Linked DNA regions of Mus musculus: all the other regions are linked to region 4. The links are chromatin contacts, called in public HiChIP or PLAC-seq and promoter capture Hi-C maps. All regions are on one chromosome and are shown on one strand. The core of a region is the stretch at or near the end of the contact, and the rest is flanking DNA. Distances in the headings are between cores, read along the strand shown.

Evidence for each region. Promoter capture Hi-C pulls out the DNA fragments that hold promoters and counts their contacts. HiChIP or PLAC-seq counts read pairs in DNA pulled down with a chosen protein or histone mark.
Region 1: a FOXA1 HiChIP or PLAC-seq map of pancreatic cancer cells shows a contact between it and region 4. The contact joins the enhancer-like site here to the promoter of Timm10 in region 4. A contact is called at or near these places in 1 of 39 promoter capture datasets (cranial neural crest) and 5 of 115 datasets of contacts at active chromatin or transcription factors (bone marrow-derived macrophages, embryonic stem cells and pancreatic cancer cells).
Region 2: a contact with region 4 is called in a promoter capture Hi-C map of hippocampal neurons, with 2.3 times the contacts expected there. The contact joins the promoter of Lrrc55 here to the promoter of Timm10 in region 4. A contact is called at or near these places in 1 of 39 promoter capture datasets (hippocampal neurons) and 1 of 115 datasets of contacts at active chromatin or transcription factors (pancreatic cancer cells).
Region 3: a promoter capture Hi-C map of frontonasal cranial neural crest shows a contact between it and region 4, with 2.5 times the contacts expected there. The contact joins the enhancer-like site here to the promoter of Timm10 in region 4. A contact is called at or near these places in 4 of 39 promoter capture datasets (the C10 cell line, cranial neural crest, frontonasal cranial neural crest and 1 more) and 4 of 115 datasets of contacts at active chromatin or transcription factors (bone marrow-derived macrophages, embryonic stem cells and pancreatic cancer cells).

Annotation. Positions count from the first base shown.
Region 1 is chr2:84,548,496-84,551,239 of GRCm38.p6, reverse strand. No RefSeq gene overlaps it. Among named protein-coding and RNA genes, the nearest start is that of Gm13710, 43 kb to the right of the region's middle. Within about 2 kb of position 1,414, at least 51 of the 459 cell types and tissues checked have an H3K27ac peak or open chromatin away from gene starts, as enhancers often do. A contact at or near this core is called in pancreatic cancer cells, where this site is marked.
Region 2 is chr2:85,197,156-85,200,164 of GRCm38.p6, reverse strand. It overlaps Lrrc55 (leucine rich repeat containing 55), which reads left to right and starts at 1,415. Exons shown (of 3, transcript NM_001033346.4): 1 at 1,415-1,721; 2 at 2,658-3,009.
Region 3 is chr2:84,518,041-84,521,100 of GRCm38.p6, reverse strand. No RefSeq gene overlaps it. Among named protein-coding and RNA genes, the nearest start is that of Gm13710, 13 kb to the right of the region's middle. RefSeq lists an enhancer at 298-3,060. Within about 2 kb of position 1,325, at least 108 of the 459 cell types and tissues checked have an H3K27ac peak or open chromatin away from gene starts, as enhancers often do. A contact at or near this core is called in embryonic stem cells and pancreatic cancer cells, where this site is marked.
Region 4 is chr2:84,825,370-84,828,314 of GRCm38.p6, reverse strand. It overlaps Timm10 (translocase of inner mitochondrial membrane 10), which reads right to left and starts at 1,294. Exons shown (of 3, transcript NM_013899.2): 1 at 1,168-1,294; 2 at 602-716. The coding sequence starts at 672. It also overlaps a transcript of Smtnl1 not described here.

The DNA.
Region 1 (2,744 bases), core at 165-2,664, 280 kb after region 4:
GATTTTCATTAAATGAAGGTAACAATAAAATGTACAATGAAATGATATTCAAAAGTACTGTCCACTCCTATTAAGGGTGTGTGATTGTATGGGGCCAGTCCCAAGGATTGAATGATGGGTAGGAGAGGGTGTGTGTTTCTAGATGGGAACATGGGAAAAACACTCATCAGTGCAACGTGATGATGAGAGAGTGTTAGTTCCTTATGAGGAATTGAGGAATCGTTTTTCACCCCTCTAACTTTGTGGCAGTTTTATTAGGCTTTATCTAGAGGCAGCCTCCCTGTTTCCAAGAGAAAGATTCCAGCTCTTTGTTTGGATGGTTGCTTTGTTGTGCTGGAGACCAAACCCAGGGCCTTTCTTGCCCAAGAGAACACCCTACCACACTGAGCTAACCCTAGTGCTTTACTATTTGGCTGTAATTTGCTGAGCATCTATTCTGTGAGAGACTCTACAGTAGGCACTTGGTTAGATTATCTCATATAAGCCCAAGGGTAAGCACTAATCCTAGTTTTTCATGCTAGAACCAGGGGCTGAGAGACCAAGATGGGAGATTAGTGACTGTACACACAAACACACACAGGGTGCCCCCTGCTGGTGTGGGAGAAACCATAACACTCACTGATGCTGGAAAATGAAGTTAGGAACTAGCCTGCCTAGCCAATGAGATGACTCCATGGAGACTCAAGCACTGTATGGTGCCCACAGAGGCAACCAAATGCCATGATCTTGAACCAGACAGCATACAGAAGGAATACTGCACAAATCTACCAGAACTCTGATTAAAACACAAATGCTGGCAGCCAGGAGCACCCAGGGACTTTGTCCTGCTAACTCAGGAAAGAGGCAGTTAGAAAACAACCTCATTTCTCCTCCTGCACCTTTAGATCTAAAACTTTCTTAGACTCTGTGGAGTTCCTGCTTAGAAGTGAAAAATATCTGTTCTCTTTGATTTCTGATTACTTTTCCTTCCTTCCTTCCTTCCTTCCTTCCTTCCTTCCTTCCTTCCTTCCTTCCTTCCTTCCTTCCTTCTTCCTTCCAGGTTCCATGTCTCCCAGGCTAGCCTCAAACTCACTGTGTAGCTGAGGATGAAGTTATTCTGTGGATCCTCCAGCCCTTATCTTCCAAGTGCTGGGAGGCGTATGCCACCAAGTCCTGTTTTTGCAGTGCCCGGGACAGAACCCAGGGCTCTGTACATACCAGGCAAGCATTCTACAGACTGAAGTAATCCCTGCCCTACTTTTTTTTTTTCTTTAACAAAGGAAAACCAAAGTACAAAGGATGGAGCATTTCGATCTGTGGAGTCTGAAGTTTCCCACAAGATGTTATATTTATGCCGGGCCAGAATGACCACACAGTTTGTCAGCTGACACAATGATGGGAGAAGCACATTCCAGCCCTGGGGAGAAATGACTAAGGTCCTGCCTACGTGAGAATGTACAACTTAACTCACCACTCCAGGATACACTGGCTGTCTTAGGGCAGGCATATGGTAGGAAGTGTGGGGGTGTTCCTTGAAAAGTCAGTCTCTCATAAACTAATTTAAAATCTAGAATTTTCTCCTTGGGGCCCCAAAGCTCACAAACTCAAATCCCATAACAGTCACACTTTAAATAAATAAAATATACAGTTTTAATTTTTTAAAAATTTATTTTGGGGTGTTAAGGATATAGTCACTGCCAAGAGGCTGTAAAGTGAAGGCTAAGCTACAGCAGAGTCTCCAGGATGCTGGAGGTGTCAGGACAATGGGGCATCTACCAAGGAAAGCGTTGGGTACATAGGAGAGTCAGCTGAAGCCTAAGAGAGAAGCTGTATGTGCTGCAGGCACCAGGGTTTGGAGTGCTGCAGGGGCCCAAGTCTTTCGGAGTCCATTTGACTACAAGTCTCTGTTGCCAACCATGCAGCTTCAGGATATGGCTTCCGCTGTTGGATTTTTGGTTTTGGTTGGTTACTCCTTGCTATGGCCTAGATTTTTCCATTTTGAAATAGGAATGTTTCTTCTGTGTCACTGTATGTTGAAACTATGTAACTTACTTCCACTTCATAGGAGGAGCTCACAGTTAAGAAATTTTGAACTTATTATTTATTTGTTATTATTTTGAGACAAGGTTGTTCTGTGTAGCCCTGGCTTTCCTGGAACTTGCATGGTAGACCAGGCTGGCCTTGAACTCAGAGATCCACCTGCCTCTGCCTCCCCAGTGCTTGGATTGAAGGCATGTGCTGCCCAGCTAAGTGTTGGGATTTTTGAAAACTGTGGGAACTTTAAAAACCCAATTGCATTTTACTTTATCAAATAAACATGAGACTTTGGGACACAGGGTAGAAAATTACGGCTTAAAAGTGATGCGTTCACGTGGCAGGTTGCCAGCCATGGAGTTGTGATAGTTGTCAACTTGGCAAAATCTAGACTCCCCTGAGAAGGGAGTCTCATTGCGGGAGTGCTTAGATCAGGTTGGCCTGTGGCCATGTCTGTGGCTGTGTCTTGATTTGTTAATTGCTGTGGAAAGACCCACCAACTGTAGATGGGACTATTCCCTGCCTGCATTCCTAGACTGGATAGAAATAGAGAAGGCGGTAAACGTGAGCAGGCGTGTGCCTCTCCTTCCTGAGTACTGGCTGAAAAATAGAACTTTACATTTCTGTTCTACATACGTTTTAGGGTAAAGCTCACATTAAACTTACATAGACATTGTCCATTCTACAAAAAAAGAGGAATGCTCTTTTGATTCTGTCAAAAAGTATGTGCT
Region 2 (3,009 bases), core at 166-2,665, 370 kb before region 4:
GCCAGGGCTACAAAAAACAAAAAAAGAACAAAAAAGAAAGAAAGAGAGAGAGAGAGAGAAGAAAAGAAAAGAGATTGTGTGAATTTCACTTTCATCTGAACTCAATAGAATGAGAATCTTAAAGGGAACAGAACAACAAAAGGGATTCCTAGAACCCTTAGAAAGAAGAAAGAAGCATAGTGTTCTTTGACCATGGGTGTCTGTGTGTGTGTGTGTGTGTATCTGTGTGTGTGTGTCTGTGTGTGTGTGTGTGTATCTGTGTGTGTGTGTGTGTGTGTGTCTGTGTGTGTGTGTGTGTGTCTGTGTGTGTGTCTGTGTGTGTGTGCGCACGCGTGCAAGTGTGGGTGTGTGTATTAAATATATGCATATCCATGTTCATTTATGTGTGCATACACATGTGTTCACATGCATGTGGAGGCCAGAGGTGTCTCAATAACTCTCCACCTTGCACACTGAGTCAAGATCTCTGTGCCAGGCAGCTACACAGTACTGAGGATCAAGACCCCAGTTTTGTGTTTGTACTGCGGGACTTTTACCCAACCCAGGACCATGATACTTTTTACTGGCCACTTCCATTCCCTAAGGATATAACCAAGAATCTGTAGTGGTCCAGGTACCCTCATTTAAACTAGGCAATTGTTTCCTTGCATCCCAAGGGCTCTCAGCTCAATTGGTACTCCAGCTGAATCCCCTAGCCTCAGATAACTCATGGGGTAAGGGCTTAGAAACAAGGAGCAGAGGAAATAATTCACCTGTAATTCTTTCTAATATGCAAGCTTCATCTAATCACCTGGTGCTCCAACCTGGACACAGATGTCATAAAGCAGCTAAATAGAAAACATTTGCCCATCGGATAAACAAACACTAAGAATCAACCATGTTTCTTTTCTCTGCCCATCATTATGCTTGCCTTCATTGCTCTCATCTATTTTGCTTTTCCCCATCCCCATTACATTCCTCTCCCCATTTTATGCCTTCTCTTGTATCCCTGTGGAGTGAGATGCACTTAAACTCTCCATGTTCCATCTAAGATTTCAGACCAATGCTCTATCCTTTCCTGGAGAGCCCTCTTGCCCTCTCTCCATTGCCTGCTCTTCTGCCCTAATCCCTGTTCTGGGGCTGCCTACCCTCCTCTCCTTTCTTCCCCTTGCCCTACCCACTAGGACCCTGAGGGTGGCTGTAAATTCACCAGGAGTACTTCATTCTCTTTTCTCATCTTGGTGGGGTCTATAGCCAGTTCCCCCTGTTGCTCAGAGATGTGGAGGCAGTTGCTAAGAGACAGTGAAACGTCATTACCTGGCCCTCGAGGAAAAAAAAGGGGAGTGAAAGAGAGAGAGGAGGAGAGAAGGATGGAGGGAGGGGGAGAGCCAGAGAGAGAGAGGAGGGAGGGGAAGACCTGGCTCTGGCGGAAGCCACACACCAAGGCAGCCTCGGCACCAGCTGAGTTTCCCAAGAGGCATTCAGATTCTGTGAACTTTCTAAGCATCCTCTCTCAAATTTCCTTTCAGCGTAAAAGAAGGGGCACAGGGACCACAGGACAGGAAACCGCAGAAGATGCTGGCCTGGGATGCAGGAGACATGGAAGAGGAGAGTCGGGGGAGGGGAAGAGCCGGATAGGCAATCTGTTCGGAAGCTAGCAAGCAAAGGAGCGGGGGATTCCAGGATGAGGGAGGCAGAGCCGTTCGTCTGCGTAAGATTGATGTCTGTGTCCTTGGAACAGAGTGAGTAGTCTCCTGAGGGCCCGCGGGAGTATAGCAGAAGACCCCGAAGCTAAGAAAAATTAGTCTGTATAAGGGGGTGCCGGGGTGATTTCCCAATGGGTGAGACTGAAGCTACGAAGCAGTGGGGAACTGGGTGGGGAAATGACCGAGCGACGACGGGATAAAGGGGTGGGGGTAGTGGGGGCAAGTGAGGACAGCAGGTGAGTAAAAGAAAAGCTGAAGCCACAGAGAGTGAGGGATGAGCAGCGGGGTGAGGCCCTGGGTGGGATGAGGTTCTCCATCTCTTTGCCAGACCAAGTATGTGTGTGGGCTTAAGCAGGAGGCTGGGAGCTGGAGAGTAGAACATAAAAGGATGCTGGGGTTAGGGCTGTGCTGTGGTATAAAAGATGCCGGGGCACACTTGGGTAGGGAATGTGTGTAGAAAGAAGCTGGGAGGGGGTACAGTGAAAGTATGTGTGTGTGAGTGTGTGTGTGTGTGTGTGTGTGTGTGTGTGTGTGTGTGTGTGTGTATGTGTGTGTGTGTGTGTGTAAGAAAGAGATGGGGGGGGGCTGAAAAAGTGGATAAGAGGGGTGTACAAACTGCCAGAGCTTAGATGCATGTTTTTCTTGGGGAGTTTTTCAGGGTGGGGTATTTGGTGCTCACGAGGGTGGAGCTATGAGCAATAGAAGAAAATGCACCCAACTCCGGACAGAAACCTAGGAGAAGAATTTCAGGTCAGATGGATGCGGTTAGTAGGTGGGTGTAGACTGGGTTTCTGAGCTCACTGTGGTCCTCATCTGAAAGATAGTGAGCAAAGAACTTTGTGGTTGGGAACAGATAGGTTCAAAGAAGAAAGAAGAGTAAAGTAAGGAGGAGTGAAGACAAAGGAGCAAGGCAAGGGGGCAGGGATGTAAGGACACTAGATTTCTTTGCCTGAATGCTTTTCTTGTTGACAGAGTGACTTCTGCCTCCGCCTGCTGAGTGCACAGCTGAGCATGGTGACAGCTTGAAGACATAGATAATGCTTTTGTAACTGACCCTTACCTGTGCCTCCAGACTCATGGTGTTTTCCACATTTCGTGGTCCAGACAGTGGGTGTCACTTGGGACTCACCCCTCTCTGGGAAGCAAAGAGCATCCCTTGAGAATCCAGAGACCACTGAGACTGAATGTTCAGGCTTCTAGGAGACCCATGGGAACATACTTCTCCCCCATCCTAAATCTCTGGCCCCAGGTCTCTTGTGAACTCATGCCCACTGGGCCACCAGGAGAAATGGCCTCTGGGACCTTGAATGTTGGAGATCAAGGT
Region 3 (3,060 bases), core at 76-2,575, 310 kb after region 4:
GTTTGAAAGTGAATCAGAGAAAGATCTGACAGAATGCGGAGGTAGGTCCGACTTTCACGAGACAGGAAGCTACTTAAGGGAGAGACAGTAGAGGAAGAAGAGAGTACAGTGAAGGAATACAGTAGAGTTGGTGGAGAGCAGTAGCGTTGAGAGAGGAGTGGCGCAGTACAGAGAGGGAGGAGGAGGCGGATTTGCAGGGTAGAGTTTTACAGAGAACAAGCTAGGCACAGGTAAAGACAGAATGAACCAGAGAATGAGAAGGAGACAGATGATGAGAAAAGTTAGTTTGAGGCAATTCAAAGGCCAAGAGAGAAGCCAGTTTAAATCAGTCAGCTGGGAGGGGAGTTTGAGCCAGAACAGCTGAGTTGAACCAGCCAGCCAGAGTTCAGAAAGAACCAGAAAGGGGAACCTTACTCTGCAGCAAGTCTCAGAGGCTGAAACCATTCTAGGCCTAGATTAGCAGATGGAGGCAGTAAGCCTCCCAGACAACAGCTATAACAGGGGAATAAAAGTTAAGTTGCTTTTACACCTAGGTTTTCTTGGGTTTCTTAGGGCAAGAGGTGAAGGAGTTGGCAGGGCCAATAGGAACAAGTGACTTGGAGCTGAAGAGAGAACTCAGCAAGTAAGAGCCCTTGCTGCTCTTGCAAGAGGTCCCAAGTTTGGTTCCCAACATCCACATGGTAGTTCAGGACTGTCTATATAGACAGTTCCAGGGGACCCTCTACTGGTCTCTGCAGGCACCAGGCACAGTCACAGTGAGCATGTACGCATGAAAGGCAAACACTCACAAACATTAAACAAAATAAAGCAAAAAAGAACTGACGACCCCAAGAAGAAAAGGGAGGAGACCAGCCCCTCTTTAGTTTTCTACCTCATGAGGAATTATTGTGTAAAAACAAAGGCTTGCCAGGAGGGAGATTTGTTTGTGTGAAGAAATGCCTTTGGGATCTGGGGTGGAGGCCTGGCATAGAAAGATCGGCAGCGCACTTAGAGAAGACAGAGGGTACACCATGGACATAGCCATGAACGCGTTCTGAAGGCCTGGCATCCCCACCTGTGCTGTGACATCACACGCTTCTTCCCTAGTGACCCCATTCACTGCCACATTATACAGTCCAATTGTGAGCCGTGTGCGGGTGTTTATCTTTATTGTCGCCCTGGCTGGCCTTGGAACCACTCCCATTTCCTTCTCTCCTCATACGTAGTAGGAAAGGCATACAAGGCACATGCCAAACCATGAACAAAGGTTAACCTGGCACAGTGGAATACGTTAAGCTTTTCCCCTTTCATCCTTGTTTGGTGTGTCTCAATTCTTTTCAACGGTCAGGTACGTACTCTGCCAAGTTTCCACTCCACTCTCTCAAGAACCTAAGAGTCCAGACTGACCTGCCTATCTGACGTGAGGGAGACAAGGTGACTACTGAAACCGTGGAGCAAACACTGGCCTATTCCAGACAAATCCCGGAAACAGTTTCCCGAGTGTAAACAGAAGCAAAGCCTGTGGAATGCAGGCTGAGAGGGAAAGTAGATCTCTGTATTTATTTTGGGGGCAGTCTCTAAAGGGGAAAGGCATGCCTGTAGATTTGACTTTCCCAGAGGTTCAAACCAGCACAAAGTTACCCACAGGGAAAGATGCGGCAGCAAAGGAGTGCTGTGACTGCCGGGGCCGTGGGGAAGAGCAGGGTCTGGAGATGATTAAAGCCAGAATCTCCAGAGAGGAGATTCATTCTAGGTGATGAATCGGAGAATTGATTGTCTTTTCTTATTGAAGGCTACACTAATCAGGAAGAGTGGATCTGTCTGGAGAGGGAACTGTAGTGGAAACAACGTAAAACACGGGGCTCTAGGATCATAGATATAGGCTGTCTCAAAGACAATTAGACCTTTCAGCTGAAGGAATGAGACATACTACACCAAGCTTAGAGTCATCTTAAATGGGTGTGTGAGTTCCGAACTAGTTTTGGTATTCAAGTTTGGTTATTTGTACAAAGGATGAATTTACCTTTCAATAGGCTGTTGTCTTCCCTTGGTATCCGCTAGCCAACTGGGACTTCATTTATTTCTAAAACAGTACAAGGCTCTTTTGGTTTCACCTACAAAAGTGAATGGGCCTCTGTATTTCAAGGTTGCACATTTTCTGTTCTCTTTAAGCAGAGATAAGGACTCCGGGGCTGCGGAATACAATAGGCTATTCTTGTAACTCAGCAGAGCCGGGCACTGTGAGTAATCTCTGCTCTTGACCCTACACCCACCTTGAAGCAGAAACTTGTATCACATCCCCCAAAACAAATCCATTGTAAGAAAGGAATAATGAGTAATGACAACTTTACTGACTGTTTCTTGGGGAGACAGAAAAGATCTCTGTATCCTGTGGAGGTAGTTTTGATTTATAACAAAGCATAATAAAAAATTTCATGAGACATTCATGCTCTTTTTTCTCCTAAGGAGAAAGGTTTCACATTCTTTTCTAGCTTTCTTCTTATTTTGGTATTCATAAGCAAAACATGATGTAATCTTTTAAAAATCTCTCATCCTCCCATCTATCCCTCTGCCTGGCCATTGACAGGCTTTGCCTTTAAGAGGACGGTGAGGTCTAGTGTTTGGGAGAAGAATCAAGAAATTACTAATTCACTTAAAATCTGCTAATAACTCATGATGAGTGGAAACAAGCAATGCCCCACTCCTTGTGGCATTCCCTGATCTTGTCAATATTGGGTTTCCTTTGGACATGGGAACTTTGACTTATACAATATTTTTAATTTATTCTTTGGTAATTTTAAGGGTAATCAATGTATTTTGGCCATATTAGTCTTCCAGTTTCCCCTCCATCTATGGATCTATGGATCCATCCATCCATCTATCCATCATCCATCATTTCATTAAGTGTTATTGAACATTCACTTTATTCAAGGGAAGGCTAAAAACAGTGATAAACAGAACTGATGAAATTCATGTGCACTTGTGTTAAAGGAACAGAGCGGCTATAACTATATAAGAGTATCTAATGGTGGTAAATTCTTTGAAAGCAATTCTGATATTTGGTGAATAACAAAGGCCTTC
Region 4 (2,945 bases), core at 45-2,544:
ATATTAGCAACTAAATACTATTCATTACTAAATGGCTGTTCAGAAGGCTTAGGCGGCAAAGGCACTTGCTGCCAAACCAGAAGATTTGAGTTCAATCCAAGATGAGATCCTATTAAGCTGCCCTCTGACCTCCACATGTGTGGCGCTATGGCATGCATGTTGGCATTCATAAACAAACACAAAATACATAAACTACATAAACAAGGGTAAATGGGCTATCTAAGGAGAAAGAAAGATGGAAACGAGGAGAGAAGAGAAGAGAAGAGAAGAGAAGAGAAGAGAAGAGAAGAGAAGAGAAGAGAAGAGAAGAGAAGAGAAGAGAAGAGAAAGTGCTTATATGTTCTTGATACTCAGCAGAGCCTGGGCAGGAGATTCTCCATCATACACCCCTTTTATTCCCTCCAAATAGCCAACCAAGTCCTTCCAGTGACCTGTATTTACTTCAGCGAAGCACGCGGTGAGGGTGGGGCGGGATTAGGAGGGCGGGACTTGGCTCCACTACCTTATCGAAAGCATTCGTTACAAGTGCTTCACTCTGTCGGGCTAGGGGTGACTAGGGCGAGTTTTCCTAGACAAGGTGAAGCCGAGTGCTTCTCTTTACCTGTTGTACATGTCAGCCATCATCTCCACCTCCAGCTCCGCAGCCAGCTGCTGGGCTCTGAGCGGATCCATGTCAACTTAGCACCGTGGAGAGAATAGCCTCCTGGTCTTTAGTCCTAGGAGCGGACATGATCAGTCAGCATCGATCCCTCCCGGTTCACCCTAGTACCACCCCCCCGGGGGGGCTGGAGGGCGCGAGGAATTACAGTGTTTCAGACCAGCGGGGACCAATACCCCGCTCAGTAAACGTAATCAGCCCTCTTAACAGAAGTGGAGATGAGGCCCTTAAAGAGGACAGTGTCCAGCTCAAGGTCACTCGCGATGTCATGGGGCTCGGGGATGGAAACCGAGCCCTCTTAGTACCTCGAGATCACTCCTAGAGCCAGAGGATTGACAGTTGGGACGGAACACACAAAACCGTGGGTCTGAACCCATGCAGCCCCGAGAATGTGACCCTAACCACAGCCTAGGTTCCCGGGGTGGGTCTAAAGGCTGAGCCTCTGTCACGGCAATGGCATAATCAGGAATCAGGGTTACCCTGGGTATCAGACACCACGGCCCACTCACCACGGCCTGGGGCAGGTCACAGCTCCCGCAACGTCCCCAACTTCGGGTCAATAGTAAAAAGTTACCGGGTACCAAGGCAGGCGAAATAAGAAGCACGTGGGTCACTTCCGGAAGGAAGTCTAGCCTCTTCTTTGATCCGGAAGAAAACGCCGACCAGGCTGCGCTGGGAAACCGGCTACCATAGAGAAACCGACCTTAATTTGCTAGAGTGGACTCCAAAGTACCATAGAATGCTGAGTGAGTGGCAGAGCGCCGGCAGCCTTGTTAGCATTCCATCCCTCCGGTTGTCCGGGAGACGCCTGAGCGTTTGCAGTGTGGAAGAAGCTTGGCTCCCTGAACCCACCATGGAGAGCCCACGCCAGAGCGCAGACGGATCTTATGTGAAGAAAGGAGAACGTTTCCCAAAGGAGCCTGTCAATTTTGCATGTTAAAACACCTGGAGCACTTTAAAAAAAAAAAAAAAAAAAAAAAAAAAACACCTCAGCGCCCAGACGTTACCTCATACCCCTGAAATCAGAATCCCGGGGAGCAGTGTGCAACATTAACTAGTGGAGTTGCAGAGAAGATACACGATCGCTGCTCGCAGAAAAAAAGAAACATGTATAGAGATTGTCTTTATTTGCTTTTGAGGCAGGGTCCCATGGAACCTAGGCTGCTCTCTAATTTGCGGTGTAGCCGAAGATGACCTAGAACTTACGAACCTGCCTCCACCTCACTAGTGCTTCGGCTACAGATAAGCGCCATTATGCCTGACTTTTGCAATGTTGGGATGAAAACAGGACCACATGCTTAGGCAAGCACTCTATCAACTGCCCCAGTGCTGCAACATGTTTTACTGCACTTCTTTATTATAGCCCTACACATGCACAATAAATAAAGTAAGTAAATAAATAAATGTAATAATAAAAAGCATTGGGTTTATCCCTTTAAAATTTTATTAGGGCAAATTCACAACACAGAACACAGTCTAATGAACGTCATTGAATCTATCCCCAAGATTTAATAATTCTTACTATTTAGTCACATTTTCTTGATCTATTATCTTTAGCAGATGAAGTCTTTTTCCCAAAGTGCTATTTTCACATTCTCAGCTAATAGTGATGTTTTTTTCATCTCTCTTCCACAGTGCTGAAGGTTGAATCCAGGGTCTCATGCAAACCCTCCACAACTGAACTACACAGGTCATTTGATATACTATTTTTAAATTTAAATTTATTTATAAGAACATGTGTCCTTGGGCTGGAGAGATGGCTCAGTGGCTAAGAGTACTGACTGCTGTTCCAGAGGTCTTGAGTTCAATTCCCAGCAACCACAAGGTGACTCACAACCATCTGTAATGGAATCCAGTGCCTCTTCTGGTGTGTCAGAGCTACAGTGTACTCATAGATACAGAAAATAAATATATTGAAGAAGGAGGAGGAGGAGCCCATGGTAGGATCAAAGGAGGTCAAAGGACAACTGATTCTCGCAGCAACCAGAGTGATGTAAAAAACAAACAAACAAACAAACAAACAAAAAAAAACCCTACAACTGGATCATGTCACTCACCCCCTAGATGCTGCAGTAGTTTCTCATCATGGAGAAAGCCAAAGTCTTCTCAATAGCTTATAAGACCCTGCACTGCTTCTCTCCATGATGTGATCCATCCCCTGAGAAGAGCAAACTATAGGACAAATGGCTTACCTTGGCTTTTGGTTCACTCTATTCCACTGCGTCAAGGAAGGCATTGTGGCAGGAATGGGAGGCAACTGGTCATAGCATGTCCATAGCCAAGACAC